Regions from separate parts of the Mus musculus genome. Here region 1 is linked to region 2. Evidence: chromatin contacts called from public Hi-C data. All regions are on one chromosome and are shown on one strand. The core of a region is the stretch at or near the end of the contact, and the rest is flanking DNA. Distances in the headings are between cores, read along the strand shown.

Region 1 (7,309 bases), core at 4,317-6,816, 220 kb before region 2:
CAGCTGACCGTGTTTTCTGAATACTGTTATTTATGTTCCTTTTGGTTTAGATCCTTTCAGGGTTCACATCTGGCCACAAAAATCTCAGGGAAGAGGGAGCTCTGTCTCCCACGTGGGCTGATTTCCAGCACCAGGGTTGCGACATTTCCTACATGTTCACAAGCCAATCTCAGCCCTACCACATTTTGAACATAGAAGAGCATAGAACTGCAGAATTACAAGAAAGTGAAGAATTAAGCATAAATGAATATACCAGAGCATGCAGACATGTTCTTTATAGGGAACTAAGAATTAGCAAGGGTCTGTCTAGGTCAGTGGTTCTCAACCTTCCTAAGGCTTTGACCCTTTAATACAGTTCCTCATGTTGTGGTGACTCCCAACCATAAAATTATCTTTGTTGCTACTTCATAACTATAATTTTATTACTGCTATAAGTTGTAATGTAAATATCTAATATGCAGGAGATATGATATTTGATCCCTGTGAAAGGGTTGTTAGAAAAAACCAAACAAACAAAAACAAAACAAAACAAAACAAAAAAAGAAAGGGTTGTTAGACCCCCCCCAGGGGGGTCAAAACCCAGACTGAGAACCTGTTGGTCTAGCAGAGAAGGTAAAGCTTTTTAATGTTCGTGTTCTCTGTCTCTCTCTCTCTCTCTCTCTCTCTCTCTCTCTCTCTCTCTCTCTCTCTCTCTCGGGTTGAATATATAGCTCAGTGGTAGAGTGTCTACTTTGCATATACAGGGATCTGAGTTCAATGCCTGGTCTGGAAAAAAGGAAGTATTTTAACATTTAAAACTACTGAATGAAGTTCTTCCCAGATTCTTAAAGCACATCTGATACACCCCTAGGGCATGAATGTATCAACGTATTTCCAATCTAATTTACCCATACCAACTCACTACTGAGTGAACCAGAGAGGGCAAGTCTCCACATTCCCGTGGTTGTATGTATTGCCTATGCCCTGGAGCATTCTCAGGAAGATGACCACGGTTTGGGGGTTGGGGGTGGGGTGGGGGGAGGTCATGGCCACAATCTCAGAATACCCTATCACTCATGGAGGTTATGAGATAAGGAATAAAGCTAAGCATATTTGTAAGTCTCAGACTTCTTCTCTTTCCTAGCATAGCCCTTTCATAACTCCTCCTTCCATGATGTCACTACTCAGCTATAGCCTGGGAAACCCCATCTAGAGATTGAGACGTGTTCCAGGTCTAGTCAGTCATTGAGACGAACAGAAATCAGATTCCACAAGACTGTGGACACAGACTCTAAAACACAGGGTGGGCTTGGTGCTGCTGACCCACAGGAACAAACTAACTTAAAATGGCAGTCTATGGTGATTAATCTTTGCTGCCAACGCAACTGAATTTAGAACCATGGAAGGAGACACATCTCGGTTGAGTCTATGAGGGTGCTTCTGGATAGCTTTAACTGAGGAGGGAACACTCACCCTGAACGTGGATCATACCATTCAATAGACTGGGATCTCAGACAATATAAAAGAGAGAAAAGGGGGGCGGGGAGGATGTCAGCTAAGAACAGCACCCACTGCTTTGTGACTTTTTTTATGGCAGATGCAATGAGTCCAGCATTTTTTGATGCCACATTTTCTCTGCCACAACACACTGTGAGCAGAGGTGAACCCTTCATTCCCTAAGCTGTTTATTTTAAAGCAACTGATCTATAACCCTCATTGGTTTTCCTCTATTCTTTTTATTTTCACATCCATGTCATTGGAAAGTGAAAATATTAAGGATAAACTTAGTGTTGATATGGATAACAGAAAGAGGCTGGGCGATTACCCAACATAACACTCTCCAAACCACACGTGCCACAGAGGTGAAGTACTCTCCAGAAGTAGCCTCCAGGACCAGGTGAGCCTGGGAGACAGCACACCCCACTCCTTCCTCCAACCTGCGTGCATCCGGTGTGCCACAGTGTCCCCTAGGACACAAACTGTGTTCAATTCAGTCTGGTTTTCATAGGAAGGCTGTGTGTTCCCCTCTCAGGCCACGGCATTTCTATGGGAAACGTTCCAGTTCCTACACATCACTGAGGTCTTGAAGGCAGAGAAAACCAGATGGTATGTTATAACTCTAGGTAAAAGTGTGCTGCCCTTCAAAGGCCTGCAAGGTCAAAGAGCTGTAACCTTAAACTGGGAAACAAACCACCCGTTGGGACCACCTAGAAGGTTATATATGCACTTGCAGTTTTACATAGGATTTGTTACTTTCTTTAGTCATCTGGAGTAACCCAGGGGACTGCCTCAAGTGAATTGTAAAGCCTCAAGATCCCGACTGAAATATGGAATTGCCCTACATAAAGATACAAAGAAACCTTTTCTTCAGCAAAGCTGTTGTGTCTCAGAATTGCTCAGGGGTCCAGGTGAAGGCTGATGGCCTTCCGTACTATTTTCGAAGTCAGACAAACTGTGTTCCCTTAGAGGGGATTAAAAAGGCAGATTTGTATAAAACGAAAACCCTTTGGAGCAGATTCAAGAACGCCCAGTTCTGGGTGTCTACATTAAGTCAAACATCCGGATGAAAGAGAAAAAACTCTGTAGCAGTTGGGCCACATGTCCTCCAAATTTATCAAGACACATTGATCATAAAACTAAACAGTGATTATCCCCCGACCCCCACCTGTCCTGTTTCAGCGCCTCATTGTGGGGCATCAGGGCGCCTCATTGTGTGGGGCATCAGGGGGCCTCATTGTGTGGGGCATCAGGGGGCCAGATGTCCACAGGTGCTGGTTCTAGTTTGGTTTTTGGTAGTCTTGTGAAAGGAAATCATATAGAATCTTAATAATGCAACCCTTTTTTGAAAGTGATGCATCTCTTGGGGGAAAGGGTGGAGAAGCCTCGGACAGAAACACGAGGTGATGAAAGCAGCTGAGAGGCCCTGAGGTTTGGGGGGCTGGGATGCTCTGTCCAGTGTTTGCTACTTCAGTTTTTAATTTGTGTCTATTTTTCCAGAGGCAGAGGGGAAATACTGTATGATGAATACTCGCTGGAAAACCGATCTCATCATTTAGCAGAAAAAAGCTGTTGGCTGATGTCAGTCAGCAGGGAGGAGGTCGGCGAGGAACCAGCCAACGCCAAACTCCCTTATTTGTGAGGGGTTCTACACATACTCTTGCAATCCTGATGAAAAATCATGGGGCATAAGTCCCTGTTCTCCATTTTATTCATCAGGAAACTGGGTCTCCAAAAAGTCTAAGATTGGAGAATAGGGAGGTAGCAGGCCTGGGCTGTGAACCAGAATATGCCTGTTCTTAGAGAAAGGTGTAACGTGAAAACCAAACTCCTTGCAGAAAGAATGAAATCTGACTTTTTAAAAGAAGCAACCAAGTTTCCCAAGAATGGCTGGTGACACATACGTTCTCGACATCAACAATGCAACATTGCATGTCCTGCAAATCCCAGACGAAATGACTTTAATCAGCGCTTTAAGTCTGTGCAAACAATTGAATTTAGAGATGCTTAAGGCAGCCTCGGGGAGTTTTGCTTTGCAGTCCTGACCACACACCCGTTTTGTATTATTCTCCTCGCCTCTCCTGAATCAGAGTAGATATTTTAAAAGCCCACGTGTATCCTTTCCAATTTTCAATCATCAGGACCTACAGGACTGAGTGACACACAGCAACATCTAAAGGTTATTAAGCGTAAGCCTGGCTGACACTTGCATGGTGCAAATTTGCGACATGGCTGGACTTGGTCTGTGGAATTTGTTAGAGCTGGAAGAAATGCCTTCTTGTACCCACCACACTGAATCATCCTGGATTTCCCAAAATGTGTTACACTGATTTTTGTTTAATTCTCCAAATCTGTTTATTTAAAAAAAATTCCAGTGAGCAGGGAAGAAAAATTAAATAAAGTGGCATTTCAAATTCTTCTGATTGTAAATTATTTGGGGCTCACAGTCACATCGGTTGTATTTGCTTAAACTGTGGAACAGCCAGGATTCTACCTCAGAGCTATGGTCGGGCAACTTGCACCGGCTTGAGGGTAGTCCTATCTTAAGGGAGCATGTGGTGTTAAATTTTTGTTTTAATTTAATTTTGTTTTCGTTTTTGGAGGCTGTTATAACCCAGTTTTCAGGCTTACTGACAAATTCAGCTATGTCACGCCTCAAGGAAGTTGTTTTAAGACTTACTCTGACGTGAACATGCGGGTCAAACTTTGGGGCTCCCAATTGCTATTTGTACAGTATCTAACTACTAGTCAATAAAGAAAACTGATTATAGAAGTAAATGTATTTATCACATCTAATACTTAGACATGGCCACAGGAGAAATATGCAGAGATAATGAAGGGGAGCAGGAGGCTGGAAGATCTTACTGTATTTTTGGCACCAGAAGAGGGAAGGGATTTCTCATACTGGAAAAGGGCAAGCAGAGAGTTGAATATCAATAGCTGAGAAATCAGGAAAGTATAGGTAGAGTTCCGACTTGAAGGGGAGACTGACCATATGGGAAACTCAAGAAAACTAAGTCTGCCAAAAGGATTTCTTTATGGCTTGATGGGTTGGATTGTGATGACCTTGAAAATTCCATTTGGAGATCTAATCTCTAGTACCTCGGATTAGTTGGTTAAACTATGTAGACTGCAGTGTTTCATCATGGCAGACTGAGCAAAGTGATCTATCTATCTATCTATCTATCTATCTATCTATCTATCTATCTATCCATCCATCCATCTATCCACCCATCATCCATCCAAAAAGGATGGGAACTCACCACATCAAAGGCAGTAAACACGTGACAGTAGTGGTGGTTGGACTTCAAATCTTTTGTGATATAGGCAAATGTTGAGAGGTCTTCTGGGTCCTGGGCAGCACAGGAGATATTACGAATTTCATGTTCGGCGATTATATTCTAGAAGAAATGACACAATGATCACTGTTTTCCATTGAGAATCAGCACATTTTAGAATCAGGACAGGTAATGTGGGAACTAGTTGCTTTTCTTTTCTCTAGAAGGTTCTAGTCCAAAGTGACTCAATGAGCTGCCCATGGGTAAATGCACACCAGGTCTGGAAGGAATACTTTCATTTAATATTAATTAATAATAATAACAACAACAACAACAACCTAAAATAGTCATATCCTGGATCAGCGGCTCTTGCCAGGTGCTGTGCATGGAAGCAGTCTGGGTGGCGGTAATTACCAAGCATTTTCCCATTTCCGATTCCCATGTCCAGCTGTAGATGCACAGTCTTGCCTGTTGCTAATCCTGTCTGGCAGTGATCACTTGTCATGTGTGAGGAGAGCTGAGACCAAAAGCATCTGTCCAGATCCTTCGAGGTTGTGTTTGTCACAGGGCCTTTGGCTGTGTTAAGAGAAGTGCTCCCACAGTAAGGGCGGGTTCGGAACAAAGCAGGAGGGGAAACCCCGGTGCTATCCTCTCTCCTCAAGGTTCTCAGGTGACTGAAGGCCAGGGAGACACTACAGTGGGACATTCACCTTCACCTTCATCCATCGCCTTGCTGGGTGCAAGGACCTATGGATAGGAGATTTCTATCCTCACTAGACCCACGACAGAATATTGGGGTGTGTGTGTGTGTGTGTGCGCGCGCGCGCGCGTGGGTGCATGTGTGTGCCTCATGCAGGGAAGGTGTGAAGCCGGAGGCTGAGGTCTGAGTTTCTTTGGAGAGCTGACAGTCTTTTGAGCTTACTGATTACAGTGAGCTTTTTGTCTCCCCTCCTCTCTGTTTTAATGGAGCTGCATTTCTTGTGCCTTCTCCTTCCTAGCCTCTGAAAATAATCGGTGGGAGGAACAGTTTTGTGCCATTGTCCTGCAGCTTAGCCAGAGAGCATCATCTTTACTGCAGAACATGCTGGAAATCTCCTTTGATACACAGATGTATTTAAAAAGCCCTATTATAATACAATCTTTTTTAAAAAAATCTTATAATTTCTCACATGCCTTTTGCAGTTGTCATAGATATAAACCTCCCAATGCTTCAGTTACCCTAATTACTTTTTAATTGAGTATCTTAAAGAACCCGTTGGCAATACAGTGTTCCGCGTCTACTCATCAATGCTTAAAAACACTTACAAAATGTCCTTCCCTGCCAGCACCCTTGGTGAGTACTTCATGTCCCTCACTCTACCAAGCTCTGTGGTTGGAAAGCAATTACAGGATTAGTACATAAAAGACAATTACATGAAGACATTCTTCACCGTGGCCTTGAATGCTGACACCATGTGCAGCTGCTCTGTCAAAAATAACTCAAATTGAAATTGGAAACCATAAACAAGTAACATTCTACTGCCAGATAGCTTCAATATACTAAGTCACGGTCCTCTTCCTACACTCAGGTAGCATTTCTTTAAATGGAACACTACATTAGGAACCCGTGAGTCTTTAGAAGGAATTTTATGGTCTGTGTAGCCTTTGTAGGTGCTGTGTTACCAGGTGCAGGGAGTCTTGGCCATCATTGGATTGTGGTTGTTGGACTCTAGAAATCTGGGCTGAGTGGCCCCCACCTGTCATTTTAGTTAGTGATGGAATCCAGCTTCACTCGGGATAGGCATTTCTGGGCATGCTTGTGGGGGATTATCTTGATTACTGTGCATTGAAGTGGGAAGTCTTGCCCACTGTGGGCAGCACCAATCCATGGGCCCACTCCTAGACTAAATGAAAGGGAGAGATGGAGTTGGGCATAACACATGTTGCTCTCTGCTTCCTTACTGTATACAATGTGACCAGAGCCTCATGGGATCGTCCCTGTGACCTTCCTGCAATGGCTGATGGCAAACTGAACCTGAGCCGAGATAAACCCTCTCTCCATCTTGCTTCTCTCTTGCATTTTGTCAGAACACAGTGACAAGTAGATAAAACACCTACCCAGGAGCTACAACCAGCAGGTAAGTACTGACTCTAGCTTGAAGCTGCCATTTGCAGTCTTGAAGACCTTTGCCAGCAGAAGGGGAATGCTACAAGCGCCCTATGGGGTTTGCTGCACTCAATCTCCTAGCTCTTGACAATTCATTTCCACAGTGTTGTGGTTCTGTGCAAAACCACAAAGCAGAGAGGTTGGCTCTCCAGTGCTCCATCCTCCTCTGTCCTCTGAACCCTCCTAGGATTTTTCTGGAGGTCTGTTACTTCTTGTCCCCAAGAGGCCAGGTCTAGCACGGAGAGCCCAGAGTATGCCTCACATTCTTGGCTAATGCTGTATCACTGAAGTCCGTCCCAGGCTCAGGGTTGGCTTTCCTGCTTCTTTGAGGTATCTGTGATGCTTGTATCATACAAACATCATCTTACCTCACTGCTGAAAATGTCTCAGCTAGGAGGAAAGTAATGCT
Region 2 (7,102 bases), core at 2,083-4,582:
CTTCTCAGAACGAATTCCCATCGTTAAGTGATACATGACCACACGCATATGGCTGGTGAATTCTCAGAATATCCTAGAAGACAGACAAGATTGTTATTAGTGTTCTCATGATAGATATAGTGGAGGCTTCCTGAGGTTGAAAAATCTGCTTTAATACAGAAGGCTAGCAGTTATGGAGATTGGAACTTTTGCCTTATTAAAATTGTCCCAGCGATTAGTGGTGTGTGTGTGTGTGTGTGTGTGTGTGTGTGTGTGTGTGTGTGTGTAGTAATGCAGAGTAAGGTTATTTAGCAGGTGACAGCAGGGGTGGCTCTCCTGCATGTACAGATGTTTATTACTCTCTTGCCCCCACAAACCCTTCCCTCTGTGATTTTGGATTTTTCTCTAATCTCTTCTTTTTAGAAGGATGCCTGTCATCTTGGAGTAGAGCCGACCCCTAATGGCCTCATTTTAACTCACTGCCTGTTTAAAGATCTTATCTTTAAGCACAGCCACATTCTGGGGTTCTAGGCCTTAGAGCTTTGGAGAAATGAAATTTGATCCACAGTGCTTAGGGAAATTACAAAGAAAATGGTAATTAATATATAACATGTCTTATTTTCTAAGTAAGTGGATCAAAGAGGTTATATGAAATAGTAATTGCTATATTAGTCACGAAACTGATTCCCCAGCACATATGGCTTATATTTAAAATTTTGAAATATAAAAATCCCTTGAATACATTTTCTTATTTATCTCATTTTTAGTAATGTTATGACCATCACTATGTTGAAGATACTGCTAACATACATTGAGTTTACTATGTTCTAGAGTTTCTAATAACATATATGAATATCCCAACTATTATAAAATTAGGAAGCAAAAGACAAAGGAGCTAAATGACTTGCTCAAGGTTTTATGGTTATTAACTAGAATAGCTGAAATGGACTCCAACTGCATCAGTGTTTTTTACTCTGTGGATCTCCTATGTGCTATCGAGTTTCTGCACAGATGGAGTAACTTGGGTCAGAGAACAACTGGAAAATCCAGACATATATGAAGGGATGGATACTGCACTTTACAAAATGAAGGTCAGCAATCCTCAGGAATCAGAAGCCACATGATTGGTCCGTTTTACTGTCTAGGCTGAATACCCAGACAGAACCTCAGGAAGGTGGTACCAAAAGTCTATGTTCTACTCTTACCACATCCCCACCAGCTCAAAGGGCTCTGCCAACTAGACCAGCTGAGACAGATGATATTAAGCAATATGCGAGTAAAGACCTTGATATACTTGGGGACTATGGCTTGGTTGCTAAGCAGGGTTTGCTTGTCATATCTCTTGGTATGCTGCCTGGATCAACTTTAATAGGGATATGAATTGACAGAGCGGGTAGATGTTTAGTAAGAACTGCACATATACAAAGGCTAGCACAATAGAGATGTTGTGTTCATTATTTAAAAAGAAACACATGACATCTTACTAAATGCATTCTTACCAGTTTTTGAAGCATGACCTACACAGTTAGAATTTTTAGAATATTTAGAATAAACAGCCATTTAGAATTACTGAAAGACATATACCATCCATCTATTCTTACAAGGTTACCTGCTACCTCTTTATTCACAGACTATAACTATGTGGGAAGAAGATGGCAACAAAATTACAAAGAATCTCCCTTTCTATACTACTCTGAATTGTTTGAACTAATAAAAACAACTAATTATACCCTGTCACTAAAAATCAAGTATTAACAATGATAACTTTCCTGTTATCAGCTTTTTCAAGGTTGTTGGCTTATGTTAGAAAATGCTTAGGGCTGGCTGTCCCCGCTGCCTCAGAGAGCTACATCTTGTTTAGTCTTTTGCCATTCAGATGTTGTCATATAATTAGCACCAAAAGGCACCTAAGCTTCTATGCTGAAACGGTTCATCTCAATATTCATTTGAGATTTGACCATGCTTCTTTTCACTTAAAATGAAGGAAAAGAAAAAAGGAGTCAGACTTTCAAGTGATCTATGTTGATGCTTACCAACACCTCTTAGTTGCTCCCGGTTGGTGTTTTCAAGGGCAGGTGGATTCTGCGTCTGGTGTTCTGTATGGAACCTGTCCTTGTGCCTGTTTCCGGTAGGGTGGGAAGAGAACAGCTGTCACCTGTCCTGCCTGCTCTGAGAACTCAGCACTGTGTTTGGCACCATGGGGATTTTCCCACAGTGCTTTGCAGGAAAACATCTGACATTTCATGATGATACTTAAACATAAGCTCGACGCGAGCTGGAGGAAGTAATGCGAAACTGGAAAACAGATTAAGAATTTGAAGTGGTCTCTTAAGCCGGGGTGACCCGGGGTGGTTTAAAAGTCCGCTTTATTGACTATTGTACCCTAAAGTGTAAGAGGAGGTTTTCTGACAAGGATTAAGAGAGGAGTTCTGTAAACCTGAATCATGTTTTTCAGAGGTTACTGAAGATCACACTGAGAACAGCTGCTGGGAATGTTAAACACAACCGTGGAGCTTTGAATGGAAGAAAAGCTTCACAAAAGAAAAATATATCATTTTACTGGAAACTTGTGCCTTTGGTGGTGAAGGGACTTGTCAAAGCAGCGATGAGAAAATGGCAGCGCGCATGCCATCCGAACACAGGGACATCAATTAATATGGTTTCTTAATCATAAAAAAAATAAGGTTAAAATATAGATGTAGGCTTCACATGCATCTATGTAAAAAGGAGGCAAGGAACGATCTTCATGGGCTCAGATGAATGGCTACCAACAATAATCCATCCCATGTAATCTAGGATGAATATTAAAACCACAGCCCCAGACACATTTTCCTACTCCCCTTCCTCCCCCAGCCCCCCTCCTCCAGCCCCCCTCCCCCGGCCCCCCCTTTTTAAACCTTTGCAACAAGAAAGATGGAGCCAGCCTTCCTGGTGCCGCCTGCTTTCTGGTTGGAAGAACACCAGACCCACCTAGTGGACATTTCAATTACTGCACACAACTTTTACCTTCGGCCACCGCTGCTGAATTACAGCGCTGACAGAAGCCTTGAAGTGAGATCATTGGTTGCGGTCTCCTTGTGGGTCATAGCAGAAATAGTAATAGTTAATCTCCAACAGATAAAGCTGTCTCTGGCTCCTGAAGGGAAGCCCGTGTCTGCCAACCCCCCGCCACCCCCCCAAAGCCCCCAGCATACTGCTGCAAGCGGAAGGAAGCACCAACAGTCAGTTGGCTGCAGAGACAAGACACCCGATAGGCATCTGGAAGCTTTCAATTTTCCAGGAAAGTCAACGAGCAAGGTGAACAGCTTGGCAGCTGTATCCACCGCGGAGCCCAGCCTTTTGGTGAGCAGGGTGAACTCCACAGAGCACAGCTGACGAATTACACTGTGACCTTTGCGCGAATCCCTGGGCACATAAACTGGGTTTACATTCAATTTCACTTTTTGGAACAGAGTAGCTCATGTGGCTACATTGTACCCAGTGTCCTGTCACTGAGCCAGCTCGGCCTCTGTATCTTGGTAGTCATGGCAGATGTTACATATATTAGACTGTAATTTGGGTCGGAGAAATAAGTGTTCTGGGAGAAAGGACTTTGGTGAAATACAAAAGGTTACAAAGTACAACGTTTTAGCAAATTCGGCTGCTAGGTCAAAGGTGACATCCTTCTACACATGATTTATTTATTATTAGGCATCAGAAGAAAAGGCCGGACATAAGGGGTGCAGAGAGATGTTTCTGTCCTGACTTGTGGGTAGTTGAAATAGTTGGCAGATGGTGGCTTCAGGCTAGGAGTGTGCTCTGTGGCTAGCACTGCCTGGGAAGGGCACATGGATGGACCTGGCGGTCTGTCATTAGAAGCATGTGATGTGCAAACTGTTGCTCCCGAGTTTACTAACAGTTCCTGCTCTTCCATCCCACCCTTCCTCTTCCACATCAATCTCATTGTCTGCCCCCTACTCCCCATGTTTCTCATTAGTACTTCCATCTTCAGCTCATCTCGTCCATCTTCAACATCCTCAACAGCTTCCTTCTTCCGTTTCCTCTTTCTTTCCTCTTTGTCCCTCCTTCCTCCTTCCCTCCCTCCCTTCCTCCTCCTCCTCTTCCTCTTCCTCTTCCTCCTCCTCCTCTTCCATGTCTATGGCTGCATCTGACATGGTAGGGCAGCCAGTGAGAAAGAAATCCAGACTCTAGCTAGAAAGCTGCTGTAGTCCACTGCAGAGGAGGAGTCAGGCACAAAGGTGGCTGCAGCCAGCACAGAGCAAGACTCAGGAACAATGAGCGATCACTCTTTGGAGCAAGTGGTAGGGCCAAAGGGCTTCTTTAAAATAATATTTAGTGTTATCATAGCATATGTTTTAATTAGGGTTTCCAATGCTGTGAGGAGACACCATGACCAAGGCAACTCTTATAAGGGACAACATTTAATTGGCGCTGGCTTACAGGTTCAGAGGTTCAGTCCATTATCATCAAGGCGGGAGAATAGCAGCTTCCAGGCAGGTATGGCACTGGAGAAGGAGCTGAAAGCTCTATGTCTTCAATCCAAAAGAAGCCAGGAGCAGACTGTCTCCATGTGGCTAGGAAGAGGGTCTCAAAAGCCTACCCCTACAGTGACACACTTCCTCCAACAAGGCCACACTTCCTAATAGTGCCACTCCCTGTGCCAAGCATATACAAACCATCACAGCAAAGAACACTTCTTGTCCGGTTAACTTTCTTAAAACCTTCTTAAGCATCCAGGACAGTATTGCTAACGAGGGTCCCAACACTTGCAGAAGATTTCTAGAGTTCATTCCTCTAACTAATTGAAATTTTATTCCTGTTGACTAGCAGTTTTTTACGCCTTACTCCATATCCCAGCAGCCACCACTGAACAACTGTGTGCATTAAACTATTTCAGATAATCTCACAAAGGCAAAACCACATATGATTAAGTCCTTTCTACAGCTTATTCCACTTTGCATTGTCTTCGAGGCTCACCTATGTCATGTCTTTCCATAGATGGTAAAAAAGGGATTCCTTCTTTTCCAAGACCTACTAATATTTCATTACATATGTGGTATGTGTGCATGCACACGCTCATACGCGCGCCCGCACACACACACACACACACACACACACACACACACACACACACACAGACACTTTATGCATACATTCACTGAGAAGCATTTCATTGTGACAGTCTCGGGGAGGGACTGTATATATCAGATTGGTCTATAGACACGTCTGTAGGAAGTTATCTTGATTATATCAGTAGTGGGAAGACAGCCACGTAGGTAGTATTAGTCCTTGGGCAGGGGACCCTGAATGATGTGAGTAGAGAGGGTAAGCTGGGCACCGGTTTGGGGGGGTCATGGATTCATCTCTCTCTTCTCTTGGCTGTGGGTGTGATATGATCAATGGTTTCAGGGTCCTGATGCTGTGATGTCCCCGCTTAGATGACTGTAGCCTGGAAATGTGAGGGAAAAATAGACCCTCCCTCCTCTAACTTGCACTTGGCAGGCTTTTTTTTTTTCCACAGCCACAGGAAATAAATGGAGCCTGTTTATGTATTTCTCTAAGATTTGGATTTCAGTGATTTTGAATAAATATCCTAAAGTTGGATTGTCAAATCATGTGCTAGCTCTAGCCTTGTGCATTTGTTTTCTGACTTTATCAATAGAGCGGACAAATAAAAGCTACATCCGAGGCCCACAGTGTGATTAATTTGATATACAATGGGAAATGACTTCTACAACCAAGCCAGAACACCACAGCACACGTTAATCTCCTTTTAAAATGAAGAATGCACAAGATCTACTTTCTTAGCACAGATCAAGCAAATGATGCTGTGTTTTTACTACAGCTCATTGTTATACATTAGATCTCTAAAAGTTAAGTATCATTATAACTGATTATTTGACTCTATTTTTGGGGGCAAGGTCTCATGCACCCAAAGATGGCTGTGAATGCATTATATAGCCAAGGATGGCAATGGACTTGATCCTTCCATCTCTACCTCTTGCATGCTAGGGTTACAGGGTTGCACCGCTGGCCAGTTTAGCAACGTACAGATTGAATCACCATTACTCTGCAACCTATCTGAAGACCAGATAGTAAGTACAATGCTTCAAGTTTTTTATTTCCTAAAAATCATCTTGATAATTTGTGAATTTTATAAGAATATTTGTCTACTTCTCTAAAAAATAAAAACCATTGATATTTTAACAGGGAATATAACGGTATAAGTAATATAATAATTGTATTGCTAAGTCTTCTAATCTTTAAACCAACTGAAGACTAATTCCATACATTGGCTGCAGGGGTTCTTGCAGCCCATAAAAATAATATCAAGCAATTGCTAACCATTTTAAACATTTTGAAGATCTGTTATTCTATCTTTTAGCATTTAGGGGATTTTGAAATCCTGTGTTTTGTGGATGGTTTGTGTGTGTCTGTCTACGGATACAGATCCATGTCCCTCTTACTCATCAAGGAATGTCCAGTATCACTGCAGCACAGGAAAGCGTAATGGTTAGAGCCCTTGCGTGGTTTCCCATCCTGTCTAAACAGTTATGACCTGTGGCACACACACTGACATCTGACTGGCATGACAAGCATTCTAGGATTCCGTTGAGCTTGTTGCCTTCATTATAGAGGTTTTTTTTTTTTTTTTTTTTTTTAATTGCCTTTTTACCCTTCCAGTTTCTCTTGCTGCTGGTGGAGGCCACACAATATGATTTGGCTAATAAAAGGTAACAGGAAAGCTGGCAGAGGATTCTGGGAATGTTCTGAATTCCCACTGAGAGGGACACAAGCAGGATGACATCATCCCTCTTCTTTCCTTAACCTAAATGTGGACATGACTCCTCAATGCTGGGCAGCCATTACTGCCCATGAGACAAAGGGAAGCTGGTTCTCAGAGGTGCTAGCTACAGAAATACTAGGAGATAGTAACTGCTCAGCTGAGTGCTATGGGAGAAGGGCTAAATGACAGTTTCAGCTATAAGTAACTGGGTGACTTTTAGGTAAAAGTGATTTTGAGCCTAGTTCTTTTACTTAGTTTTAAAATGGGATCATAGCAACCTCTTCCTCATGAGATTGTTGCAAAGATTAAATGAGATTTCATATATGTACGTATACA

What was found. Hi-C and Micro-C count contacts between places; a contact is called where the count stands out from the background.
Region 1: a contact with region 2 is called in a Hi-C map of cerebral cortex, with 4 times the contacts expected there. The contact joins two enhancer-like sites. A contact is called at or near these places in 1 of 15 datasets of contacts at CTCF or cohesin (large pre-B cells), 1 of 484 Hi-C or Micro-C datasets (cerebral cortex) and 3 of 115 datasets of contacts at active chromatin or transcription factors (SST interneurons, neural progenitor cells and stem cell-derived neural progenitor cells).

The regions. Positions count from the first base shown.
Region 1 is chr10:90,946,103-90,953,411 of GRCm38.p6, reverse strand. It overlaps Anks1b (ankyrin repeat and sterile alpha motif domain containing 1B), which reads right to left. Exons shown (of 27, transcript NM_001359241.1): 25 at 4,740-4,877. Among named protein-coding and RNA genes, the nearest start is that of Apaf1, 130 kb to the left of the region's middle. Within about 2 kb of position 5,566, at least 7 of the 459 cell types and tissues checked have an H3K27ac peak or open chromatin away from gene starts, as enhancers often do. A contact at or near this core is called in cerebral cortex, where this site is marked.
Region 2 is chr10:90,724,796-90,731,897 of GRCm38.p6, reverse strand. All of the region lies in intron 17 of Anks1b (ankyrin repeat and sterile alpha motif domain containing 1B), which reads right to left. Among named protein-coding and RNA genes, the nearest start is that of Apaf1, 350 kb to the left of the region's middle. Within about 2 kb of position 3,332, at least 33 of the 459 cell types and tissues checked have an H3K27ac peak or open chromatin away from gene starts, as enhancers often do. A contact at or near this core is called in cerebral cortex, where this site is marked.